3 separate regions of the Mus musculus genome follow, and regions 2 and 3 are each linked to region 1. A link is a contact called in public Hi-C and HiChIP or PLAC-seq data. All regions are on one chromosome and are shown on one strand. The core of a region is the stretch at or near the end of the contact, and the rest is flanking DNA. Distances in the headings are between cores, read along the strand shown.

The links. A called contact is a pair of places that touch in the nucleus more often than the background predicts. HiChIP or PLAC-seq counts read pairs in DNA pulled down with a chosen protein or histone mark.
Region 2: a contact with region 1 is called in a Hi-C map of the G1E-ER4 cell line, with 2.4 times the contacts expected there. The contact joins the enhancer-like site here to the promoter of Crim1 in region 1. A contact is called at or near these places in 8 of 39 promoter capture datasets (the 3T3-L1 cell line, 3T3-L1-derived adipocytes, the HPC-7 cell line and 4 more), 2 of 15 datasets of contacts at CTCF or cohesin (the NIH/3T3 cell line and pro-B cells), 17 of 484 Hi-C or Micro-C datasets (the C2C12 cell line, the G1E-ER4 cell line, the HL-1 cell line and 10 more), 7 of 115 datasets of contacts at active chromatin or transcription factors (extraembryonic endoderm stem cells, heart atrium, neural progenitor cells and 4 more) and 3 of 9 other capture datasets (adipose tissue, embryonic stem cells and liver).
Region 3: a BATF HiChIP or PLAC-seq map of CD8 T cells shows a contact between it and region 1, with 10 read pairs. The contact joins the enhancer-like site here to the promoter of Crim1 in region 1. A contact is called at or near these places in 4 of 39 promoter capture datasets (the 3T3-L1 cell line, the C10 cell line and stem cell-derived epiblast-like cells), 3 of 484 Hi-C or Micro-C datasets (the C10 cell line, the G1E-ER4 cell line and trophoblast stem cells) and 1 of 115 datasets of contacts at active chromatin or transcription factors (CD8 T cells).

The regions. Positions count from the first base shown.
Region 1 is chr17:78,198,854-78,201,553 of GRCm38.p6, forward strand. It overlaps Crim1 (cysteine rich transmembrane BMP regulator 1 (chordin like)), which reads left to right and starts at 1,395. Exons shown (of 17, transcript NM_015800.3): 1 at 1,395-2,246. The coding sequence starts at 1,916. It overlaps Gm32282 (predicted gene, 32282), which reads right to left and starts at 1,172. Exons shown (of 2, transcript NR_168063.1): 1 at 741-1,172; 2 at 397-498.
Region 2 is chr17:78,327,113-78,329,812 of GRCm38.p6, forward strand. The region is part of intron 7 of Crim1 (cysteine rich transmembrane BMP regulator 1 (chordin like)); the gene reads left to right. Among named protein-coding and RNA genes, the nearest start is that of Gm52306, 6.5 kb to the right of the region's middle. Within about 2 kb of position 1,414, at least 19 of the 459 cell types and tissues checked have an H3K27ac peak or open chromatin away from gene starts, as enhancers often do. A contact at or near this core is called in the G1E-ER4 cell line and embryonic fibroblasts, where this site is marked.
Region 3 is chr17:78,049,023-78,051,722 of GRCm38.p6, forward strand. No RefSeq gene overlaps it. Among named protein-coding and RNA genes, the nearest start is that of Gm32076, 61 kb to the left of the region's middle. Within about 2 kb of position 1,354, at least 3 of the 459 cell types and tissues checked have an H3K27ac peak or open chromatin away from gene starts, as enhancers often do. A contact at or near this core is called in CD8 T cells, where this site is marked.

The DNA.
Region 1 (2,700 bases), core at 145-2,644:
TGAATCTGTCCCACAAACAAAATTCCAAAGGCATCTTTGTGTCCTTTCTCCTTGTACTGGTGCCATTAACTTTTGGCTCATTAGTCATGATGCTCCTGATCTAACTAGCTGCCACCTATCTGCAGCAAGACCATGCACAGGCAGCCAAGCCCACTTCACACCTGCTCCAACACCAGGCGGGTTTTACATAATGATTCAAATCACTCCCCCCTCCCTCCTTGGGCTGTTTTATTTATACTCCTGTAAGGGGGCACGGAGAAAACATCGACGGGGCCACTGGTTCTCTCCTGATGAGGGATCAGAGCTATCACTGGGAGAATCTCTGAAATCATTGAGGAGAAATCCTCCACATGTGCACAGCTCCTCTCCAGTTGTTTCATGTCTCGCCACAAAGAATATATTACCACCCATCTTCTTTATTAATACATTCGTGATAAATCTTTTAGGAAAGAAAAATGGGAGGAAGAAAAGGGAAACACGCCTCTTTAGCTCGCGAGCCTGAAAAAACAAAACAAAACGGCACAGTCAGGTGGCATGTAAGGATGCCTAGGCTCTTCCAGCCTAGCGTCATGTCAAGACTTGTAATCTAGTGTTGAGCCTTACTCCAGAGAGGATTAAGCTCTGTTACTTTCCAGTCACCCCTCCCATGATACAGCACCTCCACACAGACATACAGAAGGTGGATCATTAAAATTCAAGCTGCAGCCCTCCCCAACATTGTCCCAGCTCAGAATATTTACCTAGACCATTTAAAGCATTCAACCCCACCAGCAGTTTCCCTGGAGATGTCTCCAGGTTTCCAAGACTCCATTACATAATATCTTTTACAAAGTCTATTCCCAGCTCGAGTGGAAGATGGATTCTCGTCCAGTTTGCGGAAATTCCACGCGTTCGCTTCCCTTTCCTGGGGTTCGATCCGGCCAGTGCCCAGCCTAGGCTGCAGCAACAGCTCCGGCTAGGATCCCCGCCACTCTCTGAACTCAAAACTACCACCCGGAGGTGCAGCCGTCCCGCCCCCGGTGCTCCAAAGCTAGCCCTCGTGGCCCGGTGCCGGCGGGGGCTCGCGTCGCTACGACTGTCTCAGATCCCCGGCCGCAGCGCGCTCGCGGGGCCGGGCCCCGAGCCCGGATGATCGGCAGCAGGGCCGACTCGGTGCCGGGCTGCGGAGGAAGGAGAGGGGGAGGAGGAGGAGGCGTGGAGGGAGGAAGGGCCGGGGCAGCCCCGGAGGGAGGCGAGGGGGAGGGGAGGGGGCCGGCCGGCCCGAGGGTGGGGGGGCAGCCAATGAGCAGCGCGCGGCGCGGGGAGGGCGGGGGGGGGAATGAGGTAGGATGGGGGAGGGCGCAGCCGGAGCGGCGGAGGCTCCAGCCATAAACAAGCGCCCGGAGGAGCGGCGCGGGAGAGAGCCGAGCCGGGCACAAGGAACGGACGCCACGGACCTTCTGCTGAGCCACCGCGCCCACTCGGCGGCTCGGGAGGCGGGGACCGGCCCGGAGGCTGCGCTGCCGTCGTCTTTCCCCGGCAATCAGGAGCAGCGCGGAGGACCAGAAGGAGCCACCAGCCCTTCTTCGGAGCGGTGCGCAGCCACCGCCGCCGCCAGAAGTTTGGGTTGAACCGGAGCTGCCGAGAGGAAACTTTTTTTCCTCTTTTCCCCCTCCCGCCCGGGAGGAGAAGGAGGAGGAGGGGAAGCCACCCGCCACCGCTGCCGCTGGCGCCAACGCTCGTGGGCTCCGGGTCGGCGCGGCCCGCAGGGGCGGCGGGGGCCTCGCCCCGCGAGGGGAGGAGCGCCCCGGGGGCCCCTAGTGGGGCACGAGGACCGCGGGCTGCGGGTGCGGCGGCGGCGCGTGTGCCCCGCGCAGGGGAGGGCGCCCGCCCCGCTCCCGGCCCGACTGCGAGGAGGAGGCGGCGGCGCAGGAGGATGTACTTGGTGGCGGGGGGCAGGGGGCTGGCCGGCTGCGGGCACCTCTCGGTCTCGCTGCTGGGGCTGCTGCTGCTGCTGGCGCGCTCAGGCACCCGGGCGCTGGTCTGCCTGCCCTGTGACGAGTCCAAGTGCGAGGAGCCTCGGAGCTGCCCAGGAAGCATCGTGCAGGGCGTCTGCGGCTGCTGCTACATGTGCGCCCGCCAGAGGAACGAGAGCTGCGGTGGAGCCTATGGGCTCCATGGAGCCTGCGACCGGGGGCTGCGCTGTGTCATCCGCCCCCCGCTCAATGGCGACTCCATCACCGAGTACGAAGTGGGCGTCTGCGAAGGTACGGCTGCCCTGCTGCGCGCCCCCTCCCACCTGGCGGGCGCGGAACAAAGTTTGCTTGAGACTTTTCCCAGAGGAGAGAGGGTTCCCGGGGAGGAGGGACGGTCGCTGTCCCCTGGAGGGTGCCCTAGATGCCTGCCCAGGGGCGGGCGAGGTTGGGTTGCGTGGGTGAGCTCCGAACACGCATAGACACACACAGGTGCGGTGATTAGGGCTTACACTGGGTGGCCTTTCTCGCCCCAGGCAGGGGTGCCCTGTGCGGGGGCACACTGCGGAGTCTGGCACGCACAAGTCCCTCGGGGAGTCCGCCCCTGCTGCCCTGCCCGCATAGCGCAGTGTGGCACCGAGGGCGTACGCAGTCCGCGCAGCCGGCTTCTGATAGCGGAGTAGACCTGTGCTCCAGCCTGCACTCCCTATGTGACTCTTACTATTTTTTCTTTGCGCTCTTCCTTCAC
Region 2 (2,700 bases), core at 164-2,663, 130 kb after region 1:
GGTTTCTGTGAGTTTTCAGAGTCTATGGGATTCACAGCAGCGCTCAGGTCTACTTCCCTGAATCAATGGCTCTCATCTATTAAGTGCCAATCGTGTATGTGCACAGAATAAACATCCTGAGGGACATACTGCCTGGTGCTTCTAAACAGAAGGCAAAGAGAGACTAAATTGACCAGGGACATTATCAACTGCAAGCCCTTCTTCATCAGATAGTACACCCTGACTTAAGGTGTGTTGCAGTGTGTAGGTGTTATCTTTCCTCCTTGTTCACTCAGTAATTAAATACGTAATCTAGACAATGTGCTGGGGACTGAGGTGATAAACAAGGAGTGAGACACAGTTCCTAAAGTCAGATATCTCCCCACCCCCACCCCCACCCCCATCGCCCCTTCCTCCCTGGCCGTCAGCCATTTCCTAAAGGATGGGTTGAGACTGTCACAATTCTGCCTATCTAACCCACTTGCCTGTATGTAATACCTCTATTATAGTGTGTGCACACACATGCCATATGCACTGTGGCATATTGTCAGTTCAAGGGTGCCAGGATACATTCTCTTTGAGAACAAACAATGGAAAGGCTATCAGACTCATGTAAAAGGTCTAGATTATTCTTGGAAGCCAGCGATAGTATTTTTAGTTATTTTAACTAAGTTAATTGGAAATGGTTTCCCCGCTCCTTATAGGAATTTCTTTTTTAATTTGTCTTTTGTGGTCATTTAATAATAGCCTTATAATCATACTACTGTCTTTTCCTATTAAATATGAGATTGGTAAAGGAAGAAAAATATGTCCAGTGGCCAAGATTCTTTTGAGAAAGCATACAAAGTTAATATGGGTCTAAAATAAATATATAGCCGTTTCTCTATCTGACCACAAAATAATACTGATCTTGGGAACATTTTCACAGTATCCATTTTAAAATAAAACAGAGAAAGTGCTCGCGGATGAGTGCCACAGAAGGACGAAGGTGTTGTTATGAGAAATATATACAAAAGGGAGAGGGAGAAGTCCAAGTGGAGTGCCTGGAAGAATTTAAAAACTCTCAATGTCAATTTTTTCCATGACTTAATGAGACTTTCTTAAGTACACATAAATATTCCATGGAAACTCCCACTTCCAGATTAGGGAATTTCTGTGCCCTGGGCTCTTTTTTTCCCTTTTGAGTTCTCTACATTAGTAGAATTTCCCTCTATCTTCATTTGGGAAAATTTTAACTTCACTCGGTGACTCTTCCCAGCCTGCAGTTATGTTGACAGCTTGGTGATTTATTTGAGTGGCATTGTGACTAGTGAGGGGGTCACATCTGAAAAGCCAAGAAGGTATCGAGAGTGACACATGAAAATGCAGAAAGACAGATAAGCTCTCTCCTCCAGTTCTGCCTTGGCCAGCTTTATCTCCAGTTTTATGGCCCCAGATGGGCTAGCTACCATTAGCCCAGAGGGACTGAAGGAGGCCTGATAGATTGAGCCACTGAACTGCCTTATAAAGTGAGGGGAGCTTTGGAATTTTCCCACTCATTGGCTGTTCACATGGCTCAACCGTCCCCAGCCAAAAGAAAAACACAGCTTAAGAAAGAGAGTGCTTGAATTAAGTCTGAAAGAAGAACGTGATGGTTCATTTTTCTCTCTCATAATCAAATAAGCAGGCTTGGGAATTTACAGAGAGAAGCTATGTAAAACATGCGAAGCATGATTTAAGCCCCAAAAGGAGAATTTCTAAGAGAAACAAGAGAAATTAATTTCACTTATCTTATTGCTCCTACTTGAAATTTATTTCACCACTAAGAGAATGTAAGACTGTCTCTGCCCTTAAAAAAAAAAAAAGTACTTTTCCTAGGAATTGGCCTGTAGTGAGGTTTTTCCAGAAAGTCTTTTCTTAGTATAAGGGTAGATGCAGATAGGAAGGCACAGGAGTTAAGGGCCCTGCTAGAAAGCTGCTGTTGACATGGGGCCCTCCAGCCTTTCTGCTCTTCGAAGCTTAGCTCCACATAGCATCTCTTCAGCAGACCCTCCTGATCTATCTAGAACCAGGTCTTTATCCGTCGGAGGCTATACTCTAGTCAGCCTAGCTGGCTGGCTCTGCATGCCACCTGCAGTTGAGGCTCCAGGATCATCACCCCTCCATCCCTGTACTGTTAATGAGGCTTCCCAGGGCTGCTAATCGGAAAGAGCTGGACTCATTTCTCAATGGTGATGATTCATGTTATTTGTGAGACACAGCCAGCTCCCAGTCATCAAGGTAATGAGAAGAACCTTGCATGGGTCCACTACAAACTAGAGGCTCAGTTGAGTAAAACAGATTAAAACAAAAGCACGCCCTAATATCCTCATTCCCACTGACATACCTGGGCATCAAGTAATTGTATCCGTTGTTTTAGAAATGGACCAGTGTGGGCTGGAGAGATGGCTCAGTGGTTGAGAGCACTGACTGCTCTTCCAGAGGTCCTGAGTTCAATTCCCAGCAACCACATGGTGGCTCACAACCATCTGTAATGGGACCCAATGTCCTCTTCTGGTGTGTCTGATGACAGCAAAAGTGTACTCACATATATATATATATTTTAATCTTTAAAAAAAGAAGTGGATTAATGTAATTAGCACACACCTTATCATGGACAAGGGTCAGAATGCATACTTTTTCTGTCTTACTCTTCTTCTTCCAGAGCCATAAAATTGTATGGCATGTATGCCCATTGCAGAA
Region 3 (2,700 bases), core at 104-2,603, 150 kb before region 1:
ATTTCGTTCCAGCAAAAGTGCCATGAGACAGTATTATCACCAGGGTAGGGGAGGAGATCACACAGAAAGAAAGAATCACAATGGGAATTTACATCCAAGTGACAGGAGTTCTAAGGTGCACTTCCCTCTGTTGTTCCCCATCGTTATCTGAGTTGTGGACACTGGAGGAAGCATCCTCCATCACTGTTTTCTGAAACAAGCCAAAATTTGTTCTCTTCTATGAATCAGTTGTCAAATATAAATGAGATTTGCTTGCAATGATCTAAGATATTGCATTTAAGAATCTAATTAAGAATGTATTTTTCGACTGATGTTCAAGGGACATTGGCAACTGGGGAGCTTCAGTGTAATTCCTAAGAGGTAATGGTCAAGAATCACTCATAACTTTCAGCACAAGATGCACAGCTGTGCGTGAAAAGCACTAACTGTCTTTCTGCTTATTAAAAAAATCTGGCTTATGTCAGCTGTTAGAATGGGCTGGAGATGACACAAAGATTGCTCTGGCCTCTCTACATGGCAACATCATGAATTAGGAGATGAAGTATAGTTCATACATGCACATGCATATAGAAAATGCCACCAGTGTGTTCTCTGTAGGTTGTTTTATAATACACTTACTATGTCCAGGAATAGAAAAGAAATCTGGAATCATTATGTCCAGCCATTTAACAGCAGTGTAGAGGGGACCAAAAGCAGAATTCACTCATCTCCAAATAGAGAAAAAAAATATATCAGATCAGGTTTCAGGACCAGGTGTCCTTTCCAGAAGGTGGGAAAATTAACAAACGATACTGCTGCCAAGGCCAGAGCCCACCTCTGATGGCTTGGAAAGTGACTCGAAGACACATGGTTAGAACTTGGGCTCCTAGTCAAGCCCCTGGTCCAGCTGCATGGCTCCAAGTTGGCATGAAAGTAGGAGACACCTGGAAAATCAAGGCAAAATCAAAACACATCTCTCGGTTAAGAGGAAATCAGGCGTGATGTTGGCTAGGAAAGGACAGATTCGCTGGACAGCTGCCTGGAATGGAAGTTGTTCCCTTGGCATCTGAGGTCACACTCCACGCTTTTATCCTCTGAGGTACGGGTCAACTCGGTCTATTCAGGTTCATCATTGTTAGGAGAGAATCGACTTTATGCACTAGTTTGAAAGTTTATCTCCGAAGTACTAAGTGGTAAGATGGTATGATTTAAAGGTGAGCGAATGAAAGAAGCCGCGGTTCTCGAGGGCATGCAGAACTCATCCGAATAGAAGGCCCATCCTCAGTAATTCGAACACCAACAATCTCTTTGGTGATGTGTGTCATACAGAACTTAGTCATACAGGTAGCTTCTGTCACTCCTCCTGAACTACTGTGACATTAGAACTTGCTCTGCCCAAAGTGACCAGTAGTTGTCCTCATTAGATAAGTAATCTATCATCCACACTAGCGGTTTTTGTTTGAAATAGAATCTTACTCTGTACCACAGATTAGCTTGAAATCATAGGCAATTCCCCTGCCCCAGCTTCTCAAAAGCTGGACCTACAGCCTACTCAGTCCTTAGCCACCATATCTGACTTAACATTTGGTTCTTATTATAAAGAAAAACTCATCTATTGGACTAATAGTAAGTACAAGTTTTTTTTCTTCCACTCCCTTCCCCCCCTCCCATTACTTTTGCTAAATAATATTTCATAAAGCACGATAGGTTGAAGAAAGGAACGTTCAGGACTCTGATGTATCAGAAGCCTCAGACAGCATGAGTTCCAACAGCAGAAGGATACCTCTGGGCATTGACCTGAAACTTAAGAAGAGTCACCTGAAAGTTCTGAGAACAGGCAGCATGCTGCAGTAAAAGCTTCCTAATTCCCTATACTACACAATGCTAAGTGCTTTATGGGCTGTGCCAGGAAAAAGTCCTTAGTTGCAAATAACAGCAAAGCCATTCAAACAGAAGGTGCAAAATCAAACAAGTTCATTGAAGACTTTTAAAGGATTACCCCCAAATGAAAGAAGGGTTTGATCTAACTGTAGGAACAGAATGGAACTACACATGTTTTCTGATCAAGATTAGCCAAATTGTGTTGCTGGTCAAAGCAGGTGAGTTGATGGCCATTCTGACTATGATCTCTAACATTTTAGACAATACCATCCCAACCTTCCCTACCTGCCACCCTGAGACATCTTCAAACTGTTTTGGTGAATGTTGCCCACCCACACAACAACTCCAGAAATTTTCTCTTTTAGGGTCTGAAACCAAAACACATTTATTCACTCTAAAATTAATGAATTTAGCATGGAAACTTAGAGTGGAGAAACTGCTCATTGTTGGGCCACACACATATATAAATACCCTCTAATGTCTTAAAAACAAAACAACCATAGCACATTCCGGTACATGGTGAGCTTACCCTTTCTAATGGTACAAGGAGAAATGTCAGGACATGACTATGAAGCGGAGCTTCCCCATAAGGATGTTGTGCAGAGATCACCACCAGCTTGAAAAAATATTGAAACCATTCCCCAGAGACTAAAAGTTGAATACATTTGGTTTTGCCTTCAACTGCATCTGACGATAGCAAGCCAAGGGTGAAGATTAGTGAAGCTACATTTTCACAACTTCCCATGACATTTTTAACTGGCTGGTTTCTTTGTAACACATTCATTATCACTATCTTGAGAGGAAGGAACACTGACTAAATTTCTGCATTAGCCCACAGAC